Regions from separate parts of the Mus musculus genome. Here all the other regions are linked to region 6. A link is a contact called in public HiCAR-type and promoter capture Hi-C data. All regions are on one chromosome and are shown on one strand. The core of a region is the stretch at or near the end of the contact, and the rest is flanking DNA. Distances in the headings are between cores, read along the strand shown.

Region 1 (3,309 bases), core at 153-2,652, 2.0 Mb before region 6:
AGGTGTCTGTGAGGAAGCTTCTAGATCTCATTAGTTGGAGTGAGAAGAGTGACCCTCAGAGAGGCAGCATCTGTTCCATGGCCTTTGGTCCAGGACTAAGTAAGAGGAGAGAAAGCAAGCTGAGCACCAGCATTTCTCTCTCCTGGCTTCCTGACTGAGGCGACTGTGACAAGCTGACTCCTGCCACCCGGCCTTCCCAGAGTGACCGACTCTACCCTCTAAGCACAAGCCCAAACCTCTTCTCCCTTAAATTGCTTTTGTCTCTGTAACCAGAAAAGTTACGAATACAACAGCTACCAAGACAATTTTAATGATAATGTGCATCTGCTGTACACACCTGTTGTCCCTGCTACTAGAGAGGATGAGGCAGGTGGTCATTTGTGACCAAAGTTGCAGGTAAAGCCAGGGAAATACAGTAGGCCCCATCTAAATAAGTAAATAAATAAATAAATAAAATTATAAATGTAACTTCTCATTTCATTTGACAATATTACTTTAGAATTACACAATTGCTATTTTTATACCTTATCTTTTTAATTTTAGGAAATACTATTTGCACAAAACAATGGATTTCATTGTAAGGCTCTGTGTTTGTTTTAAGACGGGTTTCACTGTGTAGTCCTGACTGGCCTGGAACTATGTAGATCACCAGTCAGCTCCTGAATTAACTGTAAAAAATAACTAATTTGAGGGTATAATCCTAGACTAAGATCCTTAATCTTGAAGTTAAATTTTTATATTTGCTTAAGTCGATTTGATGAATAACTGAATGATTTCTTAATCTTTAAAAACATAAAGCACAGAACAGAGCCTAGAAATTGAAATTCATTGCCCACAGCCTCATGACCACAGCCTCAAAATTTGTCTCAATCTCTTAATGATTATTATAATATGACATTATGTGAGTGGGCGTTTTGATTGCATGTATGTCTGTGCACTATATGTGACAGGGGACCAGAAAAGGGGATTAGTTCCCCCGGAACTGGAGTTACCAGAAGGTTGTAAGCCTCCAATGCGTGCTGGGAATTGAACTCAGGTCCATTGAAGGAGAAGACTTTTGGTGGGATACAATCCCTTTCTGACCCATAACAAAAAGTTGAGAGGGTGTTTCATACCGAAATCCTACGCCTTTCTCCAAGTCAACACCCAGCTTGGTCACAACTTCCCCCAAAGGAGCCCTGGGGACCAGCTCGGGGTTGTGGCTTGAGAAGACCCATCCCTCCCTCTAGCAGCAGCTTCGGGGCGGGGACTACAGCGGCCCCGCCCCCAGCCCGACTCGCTCGGGGGGTGTGGCTTGAGAAGACCCGTCCCTCCCTCTAGCAGCAGCTTCGGGGCGGGGACTACAGCGGCCCCGCCCCCAGCCCGACTCGCTTGCTCTCGACTGGGAAGGACTTTACCTCAGGGCGTTCCTCAGCGAACAGCTCAGAGTAGTAGGCAAGGGACTCCTAGGCTCCCTCACACCCGCGCAGTTCTGAAGCCAGGCTCCATCCCGCTTCCGCACTGTCCAGCCAGCTCGGAGACCGGGACCAGACCCGCCTCACGTACAGGCGCGTCCAGTGCCCACTACGGATCACTCAGACTCCTGCCGCGCCCACCCCACGGTTCGCCTCAGGACTGCACGGCCGGCCTTGCAGTCTAGGCCAGACTCCGCGCGGAGTCCATCATGGCCTCACGTCCTCGGTGTCTCTGGCGCTGGCGGGGTCTGAGGCGGCGGGAGGAACTCACGAGCTTCTCCGTGTGGAAAACGTCTCCCGACGCTTTCTCGAACTCCTCTTCGACGAGTGACTGGTGCTCCGCGTGCACGGACAAACCGTGCGCCGCCCACTGCGCCCGAGTATCCTCGGATTCCCGGCGGGACGCCGTGGGCTGCCGACTCTATGCTTGACTACGACGAGGTGACCGCCTTCCTGGGCGAGTGGGGGACCTTCCAGCGCCTCATCTTCTTCCTGCTCAGCGCCAGCATCATCCCCAATGGCTTTACTGGGTTGTCAGCCGTGTTCCTGACGGCGATCCCGGAGCACCGTTGCCGGATACCAGACACCGTGAACCTGAGCAGCGCGTGGCGCAACCACAGTATCCCGATGGAGACGAAGGACGGACCAGAGGTGCCTCAGAAATGCCGCCGCTACCGACTGGCCACCATCGCCAACTTCTCTGAGCTAGGGCTGGAGCCGGGACGGGACGTGGACCTGGAGCAGCTGGAGCAGGAGAACTGCCTGGATGGCTGGGAGTACGACAAGGACATCTTCCTGTCCACCATCGTGACAGAGGTAGGTGACAGCCCCCCTGTCAGGGTCTGGTGACATCGCAGGCAATGGTTGTTCCTTAGTTTAACCACAAGCTCCCTGGTGATGAGCATCCTTTAAGAACATTTTATGAGATGACTTCTAGCCATAGTACGCCCCTCAGAGGACAAATGTCTGGCAGACCATCCGTCCATAGGGTCCCATTGAAGATAGAGTCCAGAAGGTTCTGCCCCTAGGAGATGCCCTGAGACCCTGAGTGGTGGGACTTTCTCGAGGTAGTGATGTGATTCAGAGGGGCCGGATTCAGACTTGCTCCAGAGAAGAGACCACAGGTTTTAGCCTCTGTTCAGAAAGGAAAGACTCTTTGCAGAACTTTTTAAAGTTAAAGAAACGTGTGTTCCAAACTCTCTACCCTTTCTGGAGTTATTCTTTCTTCCCTCACCTATCCTTACCCCAAAATGAAGTCTTGCCATGCCCCAGGAGAAACTGTTTTCCATTTGCCAGCGATGGATTGTTACTTCTTAAGGACCCATGTGTCTGCAGATCTATCCAGGGTGACTTGTTGGTATGGAGTCTTTTCCACAGTATTCTGGGACAAGATCACTGAAGAGGTTAGGTAAGGCATGTAAGGTTACTCTGAAGAGCGATGGAAACCTAATTCCTCATTCCCTTACACTTTATTCTTGGGTGACTTTGACATTTCTCAGTCACTCAGCTGGGGGATGTGACATGCTGTTTAATGGTGCATGTGGATGTGTTTAGTGACTTGGGCACCTGGGGTTTGTACCCACTCCTCTATCCCCATAATAGAAAAATAATCCTCATTATGTATGAGGTCAAGAGGTACTTTTTGGAGCTAGAGAGATAATTCAGTGGATAAGAGTGCTTACTGCTCAATCATAAAGAAAGACCTAATTTTAGATACAAGCCCCTTGGGGAAAAAAATGGAGGAAAGAATTAAAGAGGTTCTCATATAAAGGACCTGAGTTCAGTTTCTAGAACCCACACCAGGCAGCTTTCTACCACCTGTAACTCCAGTCTCAGATAATCCAGCACCGTCTTC
Region 2 (3,295 bases), core at 711-3,210, 1.9 Mb before region 6:
CTTCTACTATGAGCACTGCCAGGGAGGAAGAACACAGGGCAGCCACTTATATCTCAACCTCACATGTCCCTGCATATGCCAATACATAACTATAATTCAGATTGTTAGTTCTTTATGCAAAACTTGAATCTGACCACGTAAAATTTTTATTTACTAGATCTGGACATTTTATTAATATGGCTGTGACAATTATTGTTGTCAACTTGACAGGGTCTAGAATCACCTAAGAGAGAAACCTCTAGGTGTCTGTGAGGAAGCTTCTAGATCTCGTTAGCTGGAGTGGGAAGAGTGACCCTCAGAGTGGCAGCATCTGTTCCATGGCCTTTGGTTCAGGACTAAGTAAGAGGAGAGAAAGCAAGCTGAGCGCCAGCATTTCTCTCTCCTGGCTTCCTGAATGAGGCGACTGTGACAAGCAGACTCCTGCCACCCAGCCTTCCGGGAGTGACTGACTCCACCCTCTGACTACTGAGCCGAACAAACCCTTTCCGCTTAAGTTGCTTTGTCTCTGTAACCAGAAAAGTTACTAACAGCTACTAAAGCAATTGTAGTTACAATGTTTGCCTGTTCCACCGCAATGCTGAGGAGCACGGTTGGTCAGTTGAGGTCAAAGCTACTGAGCAAGCCAGGGCAATATAGCAAAACTCATCTCAAAAAAATAAATATAGATAAAATTATAAGGGTAACTTCTTATTTTATTAGACAGTGTTGCTTCAGAATCATACAGTTGCTGGTCGGTTTTTTGTTTTTTGTTTTGTTTTTGGGTGTTGTTGGTTTTTAGAATATATTACTAGGACAAAATAATGGGTTTCATGGTAAAGTTTGTTGTTGTTGTTTATTTGAGAACCTGGAACTGGCTATAAAGACCAGACTTGATTAAGGTCCTTTGCCACAAACTCTGGTAAGTTTTTGTTTTGGTTTTTTAACAAGTTGGCTCCTGCATTAATTGTAAAAATTACAAATCTGAGAGATTAATCCTACACTAAGATCCTTAATCTTGAAGTCAAAATTTTACTATTTCTTAAATCAAAAGACAACAAAATAATTTAAGAACATAATAGTCTGGGAATTAAAATTCATTGCCACCTTTCTCATCACCAGTCTCAAAATCCACCCCTTTTTAATATATGTATATATTATATGTAAATATATATAACTATTATTTTATTTTATGTGTATGAGTGTTTTGCCTGCAAGTCTGTTTTGTCTAATGTGCCGAGTGCATGCCTACTGGGCCTGTGAGCTGCCCTATGCCTTTTAGGAAGCAAGCCAAGGTCCTCTGGAGGAGCAATCTGGACTCTTAAAGAGAGTCCTAGCTGAGCTATCTCCGCAGCCACAAAAGATGGCAGTCTTTCCAGGAAAAACTGCAACAAAGGCTGTCGTTGTCAATGAGACTCTCCGAGGTTCACAATATCTCTCAACCACAACAAAAATTTGAGAAGGTGGGCTGTTTACTGCTTAAATTCTAAGCCTCTTTCCATTGAACACCCAGAATGGTCTTCCCAGGATGGCCTTGGACACAAACTTTTCAAAGTCACCCTTTCCCTCAAGAGAAGGGCACCCTGGGAACCTGCTCCAGGAAGTGTCCTGAAAAGACCCAATTCCGCCCCCTAGAGCGGACCTGTTAGGGGCGTGGCTCACAGACGCCCCGCCTCAGTCTTCCAGTCTGGGCGGAACTAGAAGTGTTCACCCAACCCGGGCCCCGTAGAGACTATGGAGGCGTGGTCGAATGAAGCCACACCCCTCCCTCGCTGACAGTTCTGAAGCCCGGTTCAGCCCCGCCTTCTGTACCGCCCAGCTAGTTCTGAGTCCTAGCTCGGCTCCGCCTCAGGCGCACGCGCGGCCGATGGCCGGCGCCCACTGTGCGTCACTCAGGCCCCTGCCCCGCCCCCGCCGTGCCGCGCCGCGCCGCGCCTCAGAGCCGGGACGGCGGGGCGGGCCTTGCGGCCCAGGCCCATGCCCAGAGCCCGCCCCGCCCTCAGGCCCTATGTAAAGTTGGCGGTGGCCGAGTCGGAGGCGTCGGTGGGAACTCACGAGCCTTGCACGCAGAGGCTCTCAGCGCCCCGTCTCCCGCGCCACGGTGTCCCCTTATTCCCATACGGGCGCTGTGGGAGGCTGAGGACGGCATGCGGGACTACGACGAGGTGACCGCCTTCCTAGGCGAGTGGGGGCCCTTCCAGCGCCTCATCTTCTTCCTGCTCAGCGCCAGCATCATCCCCAATGGCTTCAATGGTATGTCCATCGTGTTCCTGGCGGGGACCCCGGAGCACCGTTGCCTTGTGCCTCACACCGTGAACCTGAGCAGCGCGTGGCGCAACCACAGTATCCCGTTGGAGACGAAGGACGGACGACAGGTGCCTCAGAAATGCCGCCGCTACCGACTGGCCACCATCGCCAACTTCTCTGAGCTAGGGCTGGAGCCGGGGCGGGACGTGGACCTGGAGCAGCTGGAGCAGGAGAGCTGCCTGGATGGCTGGGAGTACGACAAGGACGTCTTCCTGTCCACCATCGTGACAGAGGTAGGTGACAGCCCCCCTATCAGGGTCTGGTGACATCGCGGCGACGGTTGTAGCCCTTCGTCCAACGCACAGGCTGATGAGCATCCTCCAGTCAGGTGGCCCAGGAACATTTTATGAGATGACTTCTAGCCATAGTACGCCCCTCAGGGGACAAGTGTCTGGCAGACCATCCGTCCATAGGGTCCCATTGAAGATAGAGTCCAGAAGGTTCTGCCCCTTAGGAGATGCCCTGAGACCCTGAGGGGTGGGACTTTCTCGAGGTAGTGATGTGATTCAGAGGGGCCGGATTCAGACTTGCTCCAGAGAAGAGGCCACAGTTTTAGCCTCTGTTCAGAAAGGAAAGACTCTTTGCAGAACTTTTTAAAGTTAAAGAAACGTGTGTTCCAAACTCTCTACCTTTTCTGGAGTTATTCTTTCTTCCCTCACCTGTCCTCATCCCAAAATGAAGGCTTGCCATGCCCCAGGAGAAACTGTTTTCCATTTGCCCGCGATGGATTGTTACTTCTTAAGGACCCATGTGTCTGCAGATCTATCCAGGGTGACTTGTTGGTATGGAGTCTTTTCCACAGTATTCTGGGACAAGATCACTGGAGAGGTTCGGTAAGGCATGTAAGGTTACTCTGAAAAGCGATGGAAACCTAATTCCTCATCCCCTTGCACTTTATTCTTGGGTGACTTTGACATTTCTCAGTCACTCTGCTGGGGGTGTGGCAGGCCATTTAATGGTGCATGTGGATGTGTTTGGGGACTTGGGCACCAACTGTAGTTTCCTGGAGGCT
Region 3 (3,761 bases), core at 1,099-3,598, 1.4 Mb before region 6:
TATATAAAATTTCTCAGAATCATTCAAAACGGAGGTTAGGTAGAAATTTCCCTAACTGTGCTTACCAACCTAGTGTCTGGCCCTCAAGTGGGGCCTTTGCAGGCCCTGCCAATTGAGCCAGGGCTGTTGGCTAGCCCCACCTCTACCCTCACCCATGTACTGTTGAATGCTCATGTCAGTGATGTGCCAGGTGTGAGCATAAAGGGGACACCTCTGGATCAGCAACAAGCTCAACTATATGGACACCATGGCACTGGTGTGAAAGGCAGCACTTCCAAGTCGACATCTTCTAGAGAGGTACAGAACAGGCAGAAAACCCCAGTGGCTAAAAGCTGAGAAGAAACCTAACACAGAAGCAGCACAGTCAAAACCAAGTATCATTAGGACTTCTGGGTGGGAGCTTGTCCACGCTCATCTGAGAGCTTTCTCCACGTTTAAAGATGATGATTCCTGCTGAGCTGATCAATGGCAGCAAGGAGAGAGGCACAGGCAGACATTCCTGAAAATCAACTTCTTAAATATTAGCAATTTAAGCTGCTGAAACCTCTGACTAGTTGAGACTTTACCCGAACACCTTGTTCTAAATACCATTTACAAGAGAAGTGTAGCTTCTTTTCTATTCCCTGGCTCTGGGAACAGTAAGTTCTTTTTAGTTAACCATGGGGTTCATGTAATTAACACGAGTTCTGCAGAATGGCATCCTCTTACTACACTTTGCTTTCTCCCAGGGTCTCTCTGTGTAGAGCATGCTGGTCTCAAACTGACAGTCCAAGTGCTAGAATTAAAGCATGCACTACCACACTGGTTCACCAATGGGTCTCAGCATCTCAGGTTCTCTATCTAGCAAAGGATGGCCTTTGCCTCAGGGTATGCACCCGCACTCCTGGCCTTCTCTAACCTTAAACATGTGTTCCTCCTCCCTGGCTTGGTTTTAGGGTCTGAAAAGTCGCAGCTGAATGCCTCCACTGGAAGGTATGGGAAAGGTACATTTACAAATGTGACCGCTGGCCTAGTCAGTGCGTCTTCCCAGACCTTCTCAGTATTTTTCCTACTGATTTTACTCATAGCAACACTAGGTGTACAATATTACTGGAAAAGAAGTCTGCCTCTCTAATTGAAATGTGAAGCTGGATGGGATTTGTATTCCACATCCTAGAGGAATGAGTTATAGGAGTCCGGATTTGAACTAGGTGCTCTGGCTTTCCAAGTCACTAAGGTATAGTCTAAACACCATTCCACCCACCTAAAACAGTCATCCTCAGTAGATGTCCTTGGGACCCAGACACCTTACAGACTCCTATAAATCAAAATATACAATGAAGCCATTTTGTTCAATTAGCTATTGGAAAATTAAAATCTTTCCCACCCTGTAAGAGCCCTATTATACTACAGAAGGGCTCAAATATATTTCAAAAGTTAATTTACTACAAATCATAGTAATTAAGCTTTAACAATCTAAAGGAATACACATTGCATCCTTGAATGTTAATATTCAAGGTGCCAAGAACAAAGTGTCTTAGATCAATTTAATAAATAATGTGGAAATAGTTGCACTAAGCTAAAATACTAAACACACACATTTTTGACAAACTAATTCCATGTTTTCATACATACATACGTACATATATATAAAGTGTGTATGTGTACATAATTTTAAGATCCAAAGTCGCATACCCTCATACCTAGAAGAGTGTACAGCATCCCCCTTCTCAATTGAGCTAGGCATCACCCCACGGAGCTATTCCTGGTTGCACTAGAAGCTCCTCTGAGCACCAGCTCCAGGCAGTGCTTGTATTCCTGACAAGAGCCTCTGTAGGCCCTGGCTACACAATGCAAGCTCACTCGATAACCGTCAACGTACCAAAGTTTCAGCTGTTAAATACAAATGATGCTTTCTAATCTAGCTGATTAAACCATTAATGAAAAGAAACGAAGAACAATTTTAAAACAAAACAATAACAGCTACTCTAAAGCCACAAGTGTGTCATTCAAAGTGCAGCCCAGGTGCCTGTAAATCCCTAGTGCAAGAGCTTCCCAGAAAAAACAGCAACTGTGGACGCATGCACACATTACTCTGAATTGCTTTGACAGTGGAGAATTAAATCAGTAGTGGTCAACCTTCTCCCTTCAGCAGCTCTGTGACTTTATTTGAAGCACTTACAGATAATAAAGTGACTTCATAACTTCTTGCCCAGAAAAAGGTGTCACTGAGCAAGGAAAGGGCTGGGTGTTCTCCAGCCAGAATGGGACATGGGCTAGGCTGTGTAATCTTGAATGCATGGAGGGGAGTGCTCCCACAGCCCAGCCTCTCCCAGGCAGGACTACTGTGACAGCTGCATCACTGTGATCCTGTGATCACCTGTCCAGAGTCCAATGGTGCATGCTGCTGCCTCCTGCCATAGAAATGTGATCTTAAGAGCAGTGAACTGAGCATTAACAATAGTTGCTATTTCTATTACTAACTATAGAGTGAATACAAGTTTCAGACTAAGTTTGTAGCCACTTGTCAAATCAGCTTTAAATGGCTAAAAAACACTGAGGGCACCTACCGAGAGGGAGGGATGGTCACTTGTAAAGGAGTCCAAGGTATGTGCTGGACATGACTGAGACAAAACATCTGAGAAGAGACACAGAGTGTATTCTCACACACTATGACATCAAAAATGCAATCGCTTAGGATCAGATTTTGATCCATTGCCCATTTCTATGTGGTGAGGAAAATCCTCCACAATGAAAGGTTCAACCATTTCATTCTCCAAGAACTGACAGTTTTAAAGGGAAAACATCTTAAAGCAGCACCATGAACACGTAGGAAACTCTGCTTTAGCATGACGTCAGAGGCGCACTAGAATGCGCTGCACACAGCCCAGAGCTGGAAAGCAGAGCCCCGAACTGCAGCAGCGGGGCTGAAAGCACAGGGAGAGGGTGCTTGCTCTACTTCTAAGGCCTCCCTGAAATGGAGAAGCCAGAGTGAGAGAGAAGAGGCAAGGACAGGACACACAGCTGTTAGACCATGGAGGTTACTAGCACAAGAGAGGAACCGATGGCCTCTGAAGAAGCATTCCGTAAATACACTACGATTAAAGTAGGAAGGTACAGAGGCAATTTCTCCAAGGGAAAAATGTTCAATTCAGCATAAGCTATAGGTATCAACCCTCAACACTATGTAAAAATAATGAGACACAAAGCAGTTAAGCTCTGTAGATATGAGACTGCAGGACAAAGTTCACTATCTTCAGAAACAGGTGGTGAAGGAGTCAGAGAGGATTTGCGACACTGCTGCGTGAAGGTTGCTATCCCCTCTTCCTCCTTTCCATTCAAGTCTCAACAATCATCTGCTAACAGGGGATTTTTCTCCCTAATTGGATGGATTTTTGGAATGAGAAGGAAAAGCCATTTTTTGAAGCAGCATTATACCCAATTGATTACACTAAATCAGGTACCAAAGTACTAGCTTTTCTGAAGGAGTCTTAATGTGACTCTAAAAGAAGATTTAAAATCAAAGAGGATTTGAAATTATTATTGTAGAGGACCAACCATGCATGGCTAATCTGGTCCCAGCATAAAACTTTATCTGTAAACAATCCATAGAGTTATCATTTAAAGTTAAGATTTAAGGCACACCAGACATGACGGGGTCACTAAAAAGAAGTATAGAGGAAGAGAGACATCCTCGCCCTTCACTGCTATGCGCACCTTGCGGGAACAGTAGTTTGATAAGGAACTGTTACAGAGCTGGCTTCCTAAGCCCTGTCTCTATC
Region 4 (3,346 bases), core at 815-3,314, 1.8 Mb after region 6:
GCTCTTTAGTTTTTTTCTCAGTACTTACCCGAACAAATGACTGCTTCTCTCCACAAGCCTTGCATGTCCATTTGAGACTCTTCTTCACCTACAATGAAATATTGGAAATTATAGCTCAAACAACTTCATATGACAGGTAGATGTGAATCAGAAATAACTTAGCTATACCCCCAGCCCTGAAAGTAGCATTTTAGGTGAGGAAGGACTGTACTATTTAATAGGTAGGTGCTGGGAAGATTGGCCATTTGTATGAAACAACAAACATCCAGTTGGAGTTTTGCCATCCCAGGGTCCAAAAAAGGAATGTCAATGGGTAAAAGTTTATTTGCTGAGCAAGCATGAGGGCCTGAGGTCAGATCTCCGTAGCCACGTGAGCCTGTGTTCACAGGACTGTCGGAGGTGGGAATGGGGTCAATGGGGACTGCTGGCTGCCAGCCTAGCTCCAGGTTCAGTGATAGACCCTGTTCCAGAGAAATAAGGTGGAAAGACAGCAGAACTAATGTTCCTTTCTGGCCTCCATGTGCTTATCTGCATACAAGCATGCATATAACAGACACACAGACAGACAGACAGACACACAGACACACACACTACATGCGCATGCGAGCACAGAGTGGGGCAGGAATTCCAGAGCTGGAGATATGCCTCTGTGGCAGCTAGTACATTGGAGATACAGTTCATCAGTTAAGAGAATTGGCTGCCCTTGTAAAGGACCTAAGTTCTGTTCCTAGCACCAATGTGGCAGCTCACAACTGTCTGTCCCTCTAACTCCAGGAGATCTAAGACCCTCTTCTGGCTTCTGTGGGTACCACATTTTATGGGGTGCAGACATACATGCAAGGCAAACCATACACATAAAAATAATTTTTTTATATAGATACAAAAGCTCCTTGAAGAAATGTCATGAAAGATTATGCTTAACTATACAAAGAGATCTAGGCTGATTCGTAAGTCTCCTGGGACTGACGTGGCATTAGAGATATATACTCTAGATATTCAGGAAGCTGAGGCCAGGGATTAGGAATTAGAGGTCAATCTAAAGTAAATATTGAAATTATGTCTTGGCAACACCCTCAAAACCAAACCAAATTCCACCCCCTAAAACAATAAAACCACTACCACCAAGACTAAGATTTGGGTTGGGGATCAGCTCAGAAGTTAACTAATAAGGTTGAGGCAGGAGGATCTAGAGCCTGGAGCCAACTTGACGTATGAAACAAAGCCTCTCAAACAAACACCGACCACTATCCCCTTTAACCATTTATGGGTTGTGCTGGCTCTAATGAGCATGGAGGTAACTATTACCACGAAGATAAGGCTGCAGGTAGAGGCACCAAGTGACATCCGGGCCCACCAAGGGGAATGTCAAAATGGAGTCCAAACTGCTTATACATTATTCAGTTTTGCTTGTTTTGAAACAGGGTCTCGGATAACCCTGGTTGGCCTCAAACTCGCTAAGCCCTCCTACCTTCATTCATTGCCATGCCTAATCCCATTTTTGGGCTGTGGGAATGTTAGGCGAACACCCAACCCTAGGGCTTTTAAAGCTCACCATTCACTGTAATAAAACTGAGAAGAGACACTGAGTGTAATGATGGGCTAGGTTCTGCGTAGAGGACGCTACTCCTCAACCTGGATTCCTGACCATTTTGCTAGTATCCAATGGAAGCCGCCTCAGAAGAAACAACTACTGTGGATTCTACAACGATCATGCAAAAAACCGACATACACTGGGCTGGGTGGTAGCTCAGTGGAAGAGCGCGCCCACAGCTCTGAGCAGAACCCTCAGCAGCAACAACAGATAAACACAAACAAAATGGCAGAGGCGTGTTGTGAAGTGACAGCAACGAAGCACAGCCTTCAGCCTCGTCACTGTCATTTCCCATGGCCATATGAGACGCGGCCCTCCATATCTCGCCCACCGTCCTGCTAGGAAAGAGGGTGAGGCAGACGCCCACCCCACCTGATGCGCCTGAAAGATGTGGCAGCTGCAGCACCGTAGAACCCGAGACTGCTGAGCCGGCGCCATTCAGGACTCACTCTCCCGCCGTGAGCTCGGGCTCTGCAATCCCGCCCAGGCTCCGCCCAACCTGCGCTGGTTCCGGCCCCTCTAGGCTCAGCTCCACCTCGCATGCCCTGGTGCGTCTCTCCGTTCTTCTCTGACTGAGTCGGCCCCGCCCCTGAGAGCTCTTGAGCCGCTCTAGCCCACTGTCTCGGTGGTCACTGTTCGCCTCTCCGGCCTCCCAACCCCGCCTCCATCCCCTGACAAGCATAAAAAACAAATCAAATCAAAACAAACCAAATCAAGTCAAATCAAATCAAATCAAATCAAAACAACAACAACACAACCCGAGCTGGTGTTCCTACGTGTTTGGTCCATCGCCTTTGGCTCTCTGACTCGGAGCAGGGACGGTGCTTTTCTACAGCCAGGACATCTTTGCATGGCTGACATTATAAACTATCTTGGTTTTGAATTAAAACTGTCGTGTGACTGTGATCTCAGCATTTACAAGACGGAGGCAGGAAAACGTCAAATTAAAGGTCCTTTATCGCCGGGCGGTGGTGGCGCACGTCTTTAATCCCAGCACTTGGGAGGCAGAGGCAGGCGCACTTCTGAGTTCAAGACCAGCCTGGTCTACAAAGTGAGTTCCAGGACAGCCAGGGCTACACAGAGAAACCCTGTCTCAAAAAACAAACAAACAAAAACAAAACAAAAACAAAAAAACAAAACAAAAACAAAACAAACAAAACAAAACAAAAAAGGTCCTCTTTCCCTCCAGAGTCTGAGGCTAGTTTGGGATACAACATTGTAGGAAAATGGATGGGTCTGGAAAGTATATTTTTTATACTTTTTATATTTTTTATTTTTTATATATTTTTTGAGACTGGATCTTACTATGTAGCTGTAGCTCGCTGGCTTTAACTGCTCCTGCAGAGGACCCATATTCAGCTCCTAGCACCTACATGGCAGCTCACGAGTATCTGTAACTCTGTGGGTGCTAGGCATGAACATGGTAAATATACATACATGCCGGCAAACATTCATACTTATAAAATTAGTAAATATTTCAAAAATAAACAAAGTCATTCTAGAGCTCAGTGGTTAAGTCACTAGAGTCCTGTCTCTTCCCCCTGAAACCTGAGATTAAGGCATACCCCCAGGCTGGCTTCTTTTCTTTCTTCTTTTTATTTTTCTTCCCTCTCTGTGTAGCCCTGGCTATTCTAGAATTCCTTCCCTCTGTAGACCAGGCTGGCCTCAAACCCACAGAAACCTGCCTAATTCTGGCCACCTAAGTGCTGAGATTAAAGGCATGCTCCACCACCACCTGGCTTAATTGGTATTTTG
Region 5 (3,691 bases), core at 1,046-3,545, 1.7 Mb before region 6:
CATCTTTAGGAGCCAGAGCGCAAGAGCGCTAGAGTGCAAAGGGCAAAAGCAAGAGCCAGAGCAAGAGTGCAAAAACGCAAGAGTGCAAGAGAGCAAGAAAAAGAACAAGAACAAGAAAGCAAAAGAGCAAGAAAAAGAACAAGAAAAAGAACAAGAGCAAGAGAGAGAAAATGGCAAAACCCCGTCCCTTTTAAGGAGAATTATCCTCCGCCTAGGACGTATTACTCCCTGATTGGCTGCAGCCCATCGGCCCAGTTGTCATCACGAGAAAGGCAGAACACATGGCGGGAAAACTGCCCCTGCACGTGTGCAGATTATGTTTACCACTTAGAACACAGCTGTCAGCGCCATCTTGTAACGGCGAATGTGAGGGCGGCTCCCCACAGGAATGTGCAATGATCCTCCTGCCTCAGCTTCCCTAGAACAGGGATTACAGGCTTGTCTCACCAGGTCTGTCTGGCTTCTTCTTTTTCTTGAAAAAAAAAAAATTAAAGCATGAAGCCAAGTGTGGTGGCTCACACCTTTGATCCCAGCACTTGAGAGTCAGAGGTAGGTGGCTCTCTCAGTTTGAAGCCAGCTTGGTCTACATAATGAGTTCCTGGCTGCCAAGATTACACGTCACAAAATGACAATGGAAAAATTAAAATGTAATTATATCATTTCCCCCTTCCCTTTTCTCCCTTCAGCCCTCTCATGTTCTGTCTCCCCTTTACTCTCTCTCAAATTCATGGCCTCTTTGTTATTTTACACACACACAAACAACCTACCGAGCCAGTTAGTGTTACTTGTACACATATGATTTCAGGGCTAACCACTTGGTATTGGATAACCAACTCCTCCCCAGAAAAGACCACCTCTTCTCTTCTCAGCAGTTAATTCCATTGTAGTTCTCTATGGGCTCCCTTTCCATGTCAGCATGTCTACTGATGCTGTCCTTGTTCAGGTCTTGTTTAGGCAGCCATATTGCTATGGTATCATGTGTGAAATTTTCTGTCATTTCTAGGAGACACAATCTCACAGGTTTCCTGGACCTCTGGTTCTTACAATCTCTTCACCCCCTCTTCTGACATGTTCTGTGAGCCTAGGTCCAAGAGTTGTGCTGTTGATCTATGAATCAGGGCTGGGCACGCCAGGCCAGCCTTTTATTTTTGTATGAGACAGGGTCTCACTCTTAGTCCACACTTAACAGTGAAAGGCATCCTCCTGCCTCAGTCACTCACCTGAGTGCAGGAATTACAGGTTTGAGCCTCCATAGCCAGCCCCTTTCTACCTAATTCCTACCTTGTGACCTTGTTGACAGGAGCGGACTTTCTTCCTACTTATAAGAACCCTGTCTTGGAACAGCATCTGGTTTTGGGTCCACAAACTTTTGGTCTTAAACTCCTTTTGCACTTTTAAATACTGCTGAGGGTGGAGGCATTGTATATGTTACTAATAGTTCAGTGGCAAAACTTTAAAAAAAGCCTACACACACATATATACTTTGTGTATTGCCTGCATGTATTACAGCATGTCTATGCCTGGAACTCAGGGAGGTCAGAAGAGGGTGTTAGATCCCCTGGAACTGGAATTACAGATGGTTGGGGCCACCATGTGGGTGCTGGGAATTGAACCCCGACAATCTGCAAGAGCAAGTGCTCTTAACCACTGAGCCACCTCTCCAGCTCACAAAACCATTAGCTCTGCAAGGATCTCAACACAAGCCTATGTAAGCATTAACTAGCAACATTTACAGCTTAGTAGAAATGAAAACTGATTTATTCTAAAGGAAAAATATATACAAGAGTGCAGTCTATTGTAATGGCAGCACCACAGTCACGTGATCAAGAGAAACTACTCGCCACTATAAAGTGAAAAACCAAAAAAAAAAAAAAAAATAATAATAATAATAAAAAGTGACAGTGAAAAACGCTGTTAAACAGTACTGTCCGTACAGTAGATGTCATTAACAAACCACTAACTGGGGTCTCCGACTGCACCCCAGCCTACCCATGCGGTCCAGGGATCCAAATGTGGACGTAAAGTATGGTCTTCGCTACTTAAGATGGGCTAGGAGGCTCTGTAATAGCGACGCTTGGAAGACTGAGGCAGGAGAATCGCAAGTTCGAGCCTACAGAGCTAGACCCGATCTCAAAACGTCAAAGCAAACAGTGATAGGTGGCAGCTGCCTCCCTGCCCAACTTCTAAAAGACAACAGCTACTCGTCCTGCTCGTGTTGCTTAGGACTCCCACTTCCCGGCATGCCCCGGGCGTGCGAGAGGCGTGGACAAGTACGCGCCCGCCCCCACGTGACCCCAGGTCGTGCGAGGCGGGAATGTGCGAGCTTACGGTTGCTGGCTCGCTTGGCTTTTCTGGGCTGTGCAGACCCTAACCGGCCCGCGCCCTCCCGGGAAACCGAAGCCCGCGGGGCCGGAAGTGCTCTCGCCACCGGAGCTCCTGCTCGCAGCGCGTGTTCGGAACTTTTGGGTCCTCTCGCGGCGTTCCTTCCCGGCTTGCCCAGCTTCCGCCTTGAGGTTAAAACTCGCCCCTGGCACTGAGTAAAGGAACGTGGTGCAAACATGTCCCGGATCGAAAAGATGAGCATTCTGGGCGTGCGAAGTTTTGGGATAGAGGATAAAGATAAGCAGATTATCTCTTTCTTCAGCCCCCTCACAATTTTGGTTGGACCCAATGGGGCGGGGAAGACGGTAAGTCCTGAGGCGAGGGCCCCAGAAGGTGTTTAGGGCGTCGCCCTGCGCGCTGCGTGGGCCTCGGGGACCTCAGAGCCGGTCCGGCCCAGCAACTCGGAGTGTCGGAAGCCCACGCGTGCGCTCCGCTCTGGCATCTCGTTCCCGGGGAAGGCCGGCTGCGCCCCTGCTTCCCAGCCCCGCCCCCTAGTTCCGGAAGCGTAGCAGACTCTCGCCACCTACCTGTGCCCAACTGGGACCTCCCAAAAGCCCCTCCAAAAAGCTTTTTTTTTAAATATGAGAGATAGGTAACCTAGAGTTGCAAAACATGTCTACTGGTAAAACATAACGATGGAAAAAAAAAGACTTATTGTGGACATGAAGCTGATAGAGTAGCCCTAACGCTGGAAAATTATTTTATTACTTCTGAAGATTTGGGCAATGCGTTGTGACACACTCGTTTAATCCTAGATTGGCAGAGACATGCCCATTTCTATGAGTTTGAGGCCAGTTTGATCTACACAATAAGTTGCAAGATAGCCAGAAATACCAACTTGGATGTTGAATGTCAGGAGGTGGACTTTTATGTGGAAATGTTACTTGACATTGTACCAGGTCTGTTCTTAGCCTTGATCTCCTGGAAGGAAGACATAATAAAGCGCTTATAATCACTAGCTACATGTATACATATTTTTTGCTATTATTTAATTTATTTATTTTGGACACAGCATCCCACATAGCTTAGGCTGACCTGATCTTCTTGTCCACCAAATGCTAGAATTGTAGATACACACCTCCACACCTGGCTGTGAATGAATATTTGTCATAAACTACTGTGGTTCTCATCACTAAATAACACACAACTTGCTCTTTTTTTAGACCATCATTGAATGTCTAAAGTATATTTGTACTGGAGATTTCCCTCCTGGAACCAAAGGAAATACATTTGTTCATGATCCCAAGGTAATGGTGTCTGTAAAGTTTTGTATTTTAAGAATTAAATTTTTATAATTCTAAAAGTAGTG
Region 6 (3,599 bases), core at 938-3,437:
CACCTCCAAGTCAACATTTCCACAACTGAGCTAGTTCTCAACCTCTCTTCCAACTCACATCAACTGCAGTGTTCTCTGGACTTCAGGGCATCTCTGACTCTTTAACGGCCTCATGATACTAGCAAGCCCCCAAACCAAGTTTTGACTTCTTAGACTAAAACACTTTCTGTTTCCAATTTACTACACTTTAATCACACTTCTTTCTAATTCTATACAGGAAACTCATAGAGCAAGTATCTGCTCTTCTTCTTCCCATTCTTGCTGTCCTGTTTTAGTCTTTCTGACCTTACTGCTGTTCCCCTAACCTGGAAGTATCTCCATCCTATCCCACTGCTGTACATCATTCAAGGACAAGTACATACCCTATTTTCTGTTTAAAACAAAACAAAACAAACCAACCAAACAAACAAAATCCTTCCCCATCAAACGGGAATTGGTGGGATTTAATATTAACCATTAAATAAACAACAAATGAACAAAAAAGCCTGTGTGGGTATGTGATTGTATGCACATGCCTGCAGGTGTCTCTGGAAACCAGAAGTAGGTACAGGATCCCTGGGAGCTGGAGTTACAGGCAGTTGTGAACCTGCTGATGTGGGGTGCTAGGAAATGACTCTAGTCTAGGAAGTGCTTTTAACCACAGAGCCATCTCTCTGGCTCAGCGTGAACCACTCTTATTCAGGGTTATTTTACTATACCCTCCTGCATAGTTATGCCACTAAGGAACATTTTTTTTTTCTTCAAGACAGGTTTTCTTTGTTTAACAGCCTTGGCTGTCCTAGAACTCACTCTGCAGACCAAGCTGGCCTTAATCTCAGAGATCTACCTGTCTCTGACTCTCCAGTACTGGAATTAAAGGTTTGCACCCCAATACCTGGCAAAAAAAATTTTTTTTCCTTCTTCCTACTCTCATCGTTTTCCACAATCCCTTGTACAAAGCAGACATCCTTACTAAGTATTATACTTGAATAGTTTTGAATGATTTTACAATACTAGCATAATTGTTATACACAAGCACACAATCTTATATCAATAAAAAAGTACAGATTGTAGACAATGAGGGTTTCTCTATGACAGGTCTTAGTTTATCTGTTAATGGAAACATTCTTTCATATATTTTATTTTTATCCCATAACAATTTCTCTTTTGACTTAAATAATCAAGGAAAAAGAAGATGGGTGTTTCAATGTAGGCCTGTAAATCTTAGCCCTGGAAAAAAATAAAGCATTTCAAGACAGCCTGGGCTGCATAGCAAGATAGGTCCCAATGGGAAAACAAGAAAAAATATATATAATAAAAGGCAAAAGAAGCAAACCTTTAGAAACTTTATTTCTCTCGTTGCAATTTTGTTGACAGATTTTTCTGGTTTCTCATAGAAAATCTTAATGGCCACTATTCGCCCAGTGTCCTTATGTTTGCATTTCATGACCGTTCCATAACTTCCCTCTCCCACTTTTCCAAGGGTTTCATACATCTCCATTTTCAAGCCTGGCTTCTACTTCACAGAAATAAAGAAAGAAAACGTTAAACGTTCACACTTTCAATTATACAAGCTCTATAATGCTTAGAGATAATCCCCTACTTTCGGATATAAGAACAAAAACTAGGAGTGCCGGCTACAGCAGAGCCTGCTCGAGGGAACTCTTAAATTGTCTAAGAAGCTCCAACTTTCACCAGAACGCAGGATGTCCTTCATTAATCTAGCATTTTGTGTAGACCGGGATTGAGAAATAAAAGAGGTCTGATATGCGTTTAACTCAGGCATCCTTTTAGAATACGGGATTTACAATTTGAGGTCCCCTTTCAGGAACAATGGAAGCCAAACTAAAAAGTCCCGCTAACAACACTGCGGGTCCCTTGTTAGGAGCCACGGTCCACCAAGCGTGGGGACTCCCACCTCAGCACTAGTCACCCATACGTCCTGCCCTCTCCTCAAACACGCAGTCTGTGCAGCCCCAACCCGAGTGGCCCGTCTCGCCGCGCTGTCGACCTCGTCCTGAGAACCACCGCCGCCTCAGCCCATCCTGTAGTCCCGCCGGCCCGGCTGCGTGCAAGTCCCAGCCGGCCCGGGACACCACACCTCCTCTCCTGGCCGACCTTGCCGGCTCGGGGCAGCCGGACGCCCTGGCAACGGGGTGAGGGCGGGGCACTGCCGCGTTCCGAGCACAGTACGCAAGACTGGAAATTGCTGAGGTCCTGACCCGGAAGGGAAAGTGACACGAAGCGGAAGATAGACCCAAGGGGAAGGGGGAGGGACGTAGGAGGCCCGCGTGCTTGCAGGTGGGGGTGGGGGTGGGGGGTGGGGATGAGGGAGAGCGGGGCATTTTATAGCAGAATGAACGCCTGGAGGCTTTCGCCCGGCAAGAGAGCGTTTTGTCACCTGGGTGGTTACTGGTCCCTTACTTGTGCCCGGTTCTAGGAGGTTGACGGAGATAATTGGATCTACGGAACACTTATGGGGCTACAGTTTGCCAGTGCTTCGTTACTATTCCATGCAACCGATTTCGACCTCAAAGTCGACATAATCCTTAAACCGGGGACAAGATCGTTTTTGGATAGAGGGCTTAGCTCGGTAGTAAGCCACATACTCAGCGTTCACTACTCCTCTGACTTATTTCTAACACCATTTCTGTACACATTTTCAGTTTCCCAATTACTACTGCTTTCTACCTACTAGTGATCCCTTTTTGTTTTGAGACAAGGGCTACTATATAGCTCCGGGTAGCCTGGGACTCACAATGTATACTTCCAGGCTGGCCTCAAACTCCCAAGATTATCTGCCTGCTTAGAGTGCTGTGCTGAGTGCCATCATATCCAGCCCTAGCAGTACTTTTAAAGTTTTCTCATGACGTGTGAAACGCAAAACTTTTTAGGAAAACAAAATAATTCACCGGACTCTGCCACAGGCTGAGTAAGTACAAGGACGCCTAGGGATGTACTTTTAAATAGCCCGCAGAGCTTTTAAAAGGGCTCCATTTTTACAGATCTTGATTTAACTGTAATAGCAAAAGTAGGTCATCGAGATGGCTCAGTAGGAAAAGGCTACGAAGCCCAAAGTGTAGAGTTCAATTTCTTGGACCTACGTGGTGGAAAATGAACCAACTCCTCCAAGTTGTCTTGTGACCTATACACACAAATGAATGTGCACAACGAGTGTGCTGAGTAGTGTAAAAAAGAAACTAGTTTGCTTTTTTAAAAACAAAAACAAAAAACAGTTTAGGGCTGGAGAGATGGCTCAGCGGTTAGGATTACTGACTACTACTCCAGAGGTCCTGAATTCAGTTCCCAGCAACCACATGGTTACTCACAAGCATCTGTAATGGGATCTGATGCCCTCTTCTGGTGTGTCTGAAGACAGCTACAGTGTATTTGTAAAAAAAAAAAAAAAAAAAAAAAATCTTAAAAAACAACAAACAAACAAAAAACAGCCGGGCGTGGTAGCTCACGCCTTTAATCCCAGCACTTGGGAGGCAGAGGCAGGCGAGTTCCAGGACGGCCAGGGCTACACAGAGAAACAGTTTAGACGCATTTCCATTTTTGCAATTTTGCTACTAACTGCTAGAGCCTGGCTTTGGAGCTTGAGAGTTAGGAGGGCTGGG
Region 7 (3,337 bases), core at 185-2,684, 1.3 Mb before region 6:
CCTCGGCTCCACAAAAAGCACACATTTTAAATGTCACACAAACAGCCTATTCACGGGCACCTAGGGCTTAGATTCCGGCACTGGAAAGGAGGCTAGCTTCAGTTTAAAACCTCAGCGGGGAAGAAAAACCAGAATTCTGACTTGCAACTGACGAAACTCGGAGAACCCTGAATCGAACTCTTGGTTCGAACTTCACTCACAACCATTTTCAGATCAGGGCTCTCGACTCCCCATAAAGGTGTCATCTGTGAATGAAAAGCCTAATAAGGAGACCCCACAAACACCCTGGGCTCCTGTACCCCATGATCCGTTCTCAGAGAGTGGGAAGCAACAGCAAAGTGGAAGGAACAAAGCACTGACGTCAATTACGAGATTAACCCTGCGCACAGGCAGCTGGGGAGGCCTAAACATCAATACCCAAAGCCCGGCCATGGCGATCGCCAGGTACCAGGCCGGTTCCGAGCGGGAAGGAGGGTTTCTCCTATTCCAACCCAGGTTCCCATTTTTCCACTCAAACCCCATCGACCATCAAGGACGGAAATTAACACCCCCCCAGCCTCCCCCCCTTTTTTTTTTCTTTCGGTGGAGGGGAGGTGGGAGAGTGGGGGTGGGGGGAGGTGCGCAGGATCGCGAGAAGGAAGGCGAGAACTAGTTGAGAAATGATAGCCAGAATCTGGGCCTATTTTCTCTTTAACTAGGAATGACTTGAGTCAGACGAAGGAAAAATTTTTCAAAGGATAAATCCGCCGACCGAATCAAAGGGAGGAATGGAGGAAGGGACAACGGGGGGGGGGGGGGAGGAAAAAAAGAAGAAACGGCCAGATGATGGGCGTCTGGAATGTCGGATGGGAACGGCTTGGCCTTTAAAGAAAAAAAAAATGATTTTTCTTGTTTGAAATTGATTTCGGAGAGAAAGTGGGACGAGAAAACGTAGGGCGAAGCCGGATCCAGGGGCCCCCCGCCCCGCGGGTCTCCGCCAGCGTCAGCGGCCGGAGCCTCGCCTTCCCCGCGGCGCGGCCGCGCCTCAGACGTCAGTCAGTCAGTCAGGCAGGCAGTCAGGCGGCTTCTCACCTCCAGTCCCCGCTCCGCTAGGCCCGAACCATTTCCCGACCGCGGCTGCGGCGGCGGCGGCGCCCGGCCTGCACCTTCACCGGACGCGCATTCGGGCCCGCCCAGGAGGCGGCGACCGGCTGCCTGGGGCGAGGGGCAGCGGCCGATCCGGAGGCCACGGGGAGCCGAGGCGGCGCACCTCACACCGCGGACGCCAGGGTTCCGCCCCGCTCCATGACGGCCCGGCCGAGCCCCGGACGGGTGACTGAGGCGGGGGCGGGCTGACGGGGCCCTGGCACCAAGATCCCCGCCCCGTCCGCTGGGGGCGGCGGTGGCGGCGGCGGCGGCGACGACTCGACTCCCGCAGCCGGGACTGGGACTGACGCAGTGGCCGCGGCCCATGTGACCAGGGCCGGGCTGCTGCGAGCGTCACGTGACCAGGCCGCGCCCCTCCCGCAGGCAGCGCGGGGGCTGCGGCCCTGCTGCTGCTCTGGAGGCGGCGTCGGCGGGGCTGACGCGCGGGCTGACGTGCGGGGGCGCCTGGGCCCGGGGCTGGGGAGCGGGGATGCGAAGCGCGGGTCGCAGCAGGTTCCGCGGGGCCGCACCAGCGTCAGACCCGGGGACAGAACCCGGCCCGGGGCACACGCCCTCCTGCGCAGCCCGCTAGGGAGGCGCCGCGGGGCGGGGCGCAGCCCGGCCGACCGGTTTTGGGGTGCAGGTGAAGGCCCAGGCCCTGCCGCCCGTGTCCCGCAGCGCACCGCAGGAGTAGAGAGGGAAGGATGACGTGGAGGTCCGCAGCGACGTCGTCCACTGCTGCGTGTGACTTACTGTGGGAGGATAAGCCGGCCCTGCATCGTCTTAAAAAAATAAATAAATAAATAAATAAATAAGTAAATAAATAAATATCAGCCTCTGTGGGCTACTTAGTGGATTCAAGGCCAATCTGAGCTACTAAGAAAACCCTGTCAAAACAACACACGGCGACACACACACACACACACAAACACCATCGCTCTTAACATCCTGCTAGTCCAGACAAGCCATAATTTAATTGGAATCAGTAATTAGACAAAGTTTTAAGGTTTCCTAGAATCCAGTAATAGTAGCGCAAGAAAAGTGTCCTCTTCCTCTACATCTGAAAAACATACAATCCTGTCATTGGTGTCCCATGTCTCTTATCTGCTTTCTTTATTTGATGGTACCTCATGCAGATTCTCCACCTCTAACATCTTGAAACACTTCACTCGTTATTTGTAGTTTGTAATTTCACAGTTTGGAAATCCACTCAACTACACACGAGTTCTAAGCCATGTCTCAAAACCACTATCGAGGTATGGTCTGGCGCACACCTTTAATCCCACCACTCTGGAGGCAGAGGGAGGAAGATTTCTGTGAGGCTGATATACATATCCAACACTGGGCAGGTCAAGGATATATAGTGAGAGCCTGTCTCAAAAAGAAAAACACTAAATAAATCTTAAGTTTTACATAGGGTTTCCTCTGTGTAGCCCTGGTTGCCCTGGATCTCACTTTGTAAAACAGGCAGGCTTGGTGCTCAGAGATCTGCCTGCCTCTACCTCTGCTTCCTAAGTGCTGGGATTAAAGAAGTGTATCAGTGTGCCTGGCCATCTTTTCTACTTCCTTATGAAAAATACTGGTGGTGGTGAGATAGTTCAGTGGCTTAAAGGCACTTGCCCACAATCTTGGTGACCTAAATTCTATCCCTGTAGCACACATATATATCTTTCCTTAACAGGTACATTCACACATCACACTCACATATAGACAGCCACTTGAATGCTACAACAGGGGCCCAAACTGAGGATGGAGACACATGGATGTAATCTCAGCTACTCTGCAGCTTGGGGAAGGAGGATTGCAAATTCAGCAAATATTCCTAAACTGTATAGCAAGTTTGAAGCCAACTTAAGTAATTTAACAAAGTCCTGTTTCAAACTAAAAAAAAAGGGGGGGGGAGGCATGGGAAAGGGCTAGTTATTACTTTGGGGAGGCAGAGTTCTGTGTTCATCTGGCTGGCCTCCAATTTGGAGATCTGCCTGCCTCTGCCTCCCTAGTGCTGGGATTAAAGACGTGCACGACCACTGCCTTCCCATAGTTACTTTTCTTGTTGCTGTGATGAAGCAACTTGATGAGGGATGACTGGCTTGCTATTTGAGACAGTACAATCTTCTGTGTTGGCCAGGGACGATATGGTAGCTAGAGCCTAATGCAGTTGTTCACATCTGGGCAGATCAGGAGGGAGAGAGATAAAAGCTGGGACTCAGCT

Evidence for each region. Promoter capture Hi-C pulls out the DNA fragments that hold promoters and counts their contacts. HiCAR-type assays count read pairs that join an accessible place to other places.
Region 1: a contact with region 6 is called in a promoter capture Hi-C map of hippocampal neurons, with 2.2 times the contacts expected there. The contact joins the promoter of Slc22a21 here to the promoter of Cdkl3 in region 6. A contact is called at or near these places in 2 of 39 promoter capture datasets (hippocampal neurons and liver).
Region 2: a promoter capture Hi-C map of pre-B cells shows a contact between it and region 6, with 2.8 times the contacts expected there. The contact joins the promoter of Slc22a5 here to the promoter of Cdkl3 in region 6. A contact is called at or near these places in 2 of 39 promoter capture datasets (liver and pre-B cells).
Region 3: a promoter capture Hi-C map of liver shows a contact between it and region 6, with 2.0 times the contacts expected there. The contact joins the enhancer-like site here to the promoter of Cdkl3 in region 6. A contact is called at or near these places in 4 of 39 promoter capture datasets (embryonic stem cells, frontonasal cranial neural crest, hippocampal neurons and 1 more) and 1 of 115 datasets of contacts at active chromatin or transcription factors (forebrain).
Region 4: a HiCAR-type map of astrocytes shows a contact between it and region 6, with 2.9 times the contacts expected there. The contact joins the promoter of Mrnip here to the promoter of Cdkl3 in region 6. A contact is called at or near these places in 2 of 39 promoter capture datasets (liver and pre-B cells) and 1 of 115 datasets of contacts at active chromatin or transcription factors (astrocytes).
Region 5: a contact with region 6 is called in a promoter capture Hi-C map of liver, with 7 times the contacts expected there. The contact joins the promoter of Rad50 here to the promoter of Cdkl3 in region 6. A contact is called at or near these places in 4 of 39 promoter capture datasets (cranial neural crest, hippocampal neurons, liver and 1 more) and 2 of 115 datasets of contacts at active chromatin or transcription factors (embryonic stem cells and large pre-B cells).
Region 7: a promoter capture Hi-C map of second pharyngeal arch cranial neural crest shows a contact between it and region 6. The contact joins the promoter of Aff4 here to the promoter of Cdkl3 in region 6. A contact is called at or near these places in 7 of 39 promoter capture datasets (cranial neural crest, erythroid cells, frontonasal cranial neural crest and 4 more), 1 of 484 Hi-C or Micro-C datasets (embryonic stem cells) and 10 of 115 datasets of contacts at active chromatin or transcription factors (astrocytes, embryonic forebrain, embryonic stem cells and 4 more).

Annotation. Positions count from the first base shown.
Region 1 is chr11:53,978,426-53,981,734 of GRCm38.p6, reverse strand. Slc22a21 (solute carrier family 22 (organic cation transporter), member 21) reads left to right here and starts at 1,402. Exons shown (of 10, transcript NM_019723.3): 1 at 1,402-2,270. The coding sequence starts at 1,878. Gm30927 (predicted gene, 30927) reads right to left here and starts at 1,704. Exons shown (of 4, transcript NR_168634.1): 1 at 1,398-1,704; 2 at 338-426.
Region 2 is chr11:53,890,368-53,893,662 of GRCm38.p6, reverse strand. It overlaps Slc22a5 (solute carrier family 22 (organic cation transporter), member 5), which reads left to right and starts at 1,960. Exons shown (of 10, transcript NM_011396.3): 1 at 1,960-2,516. The coding sequence starts at 2,124.
Region 3 is chr11:53,416,823-53,420,583 of GRCm38.p6, reverse strand. It overlaps Aff4 (AF4/FMR2 family, member 4), which reads right to left. Exons shown (of 21, transcript NM_033565.2): 21 at 1-3,761. Among named protein-coding and RNA genes, the nearest start is that of Leap2, 4.4 kb to the left of the region's middle. Within about 2 kb of position 2,348, at least 7 of the 459 cell types and tissues checked have an H3K27ac peak or open chromatin away from gene starts, as enhancers often do. A contact at or near this core is called in liver, where this site is marked.
Region 4 is chr11:50,173,569-50,176,914 of GRCm38.p6, reverse strand. It overlaps Mrnip (MRN complex interacting protein), which reads right to left and starts at 2,064. Exons shown (of 7, transcript NM_026543.3): 1 at 1,964-2,064; 2 at 29-88. The coding sequence starts at 2,029.
Region 5 is chr11:53,705,923-53,709,613 of GRCm38.p6, reverse strand. It overlaps Rad50 (RAD50 double strand break repair protein), which reads left to right and starts at 2,295. Exons shown (of 25, transcript NM_009012.2): 1 at 2,295-2,687; 2 at 3,546-3,629. The coding sequence starts at 2,559.
Region 6 is chr11:52,002,809-52,006,407 of GRCm38.p6, reverse strand. Cdkl3 (cyclin-dependent kinase-like 3) reads right to left here and starts at 2,187. Exons shown (of 14, transcript NM_001166654.1): 1 at 1,898-2,187; 2 at 1,316-1,495. The coding sequence starts at 1,480. It also overlaps a transcript of Ube2b not described here.
Region 7 is chr11:53,348,864-53,352,200 of GRCm38.p6, reverse strand. Aff4 (AF4/FMR2 family, member 4) reads right to left here and starts at 1,434. Exons shown (of 21, transcript NM_033565.2): 1 at 1,072-1,434.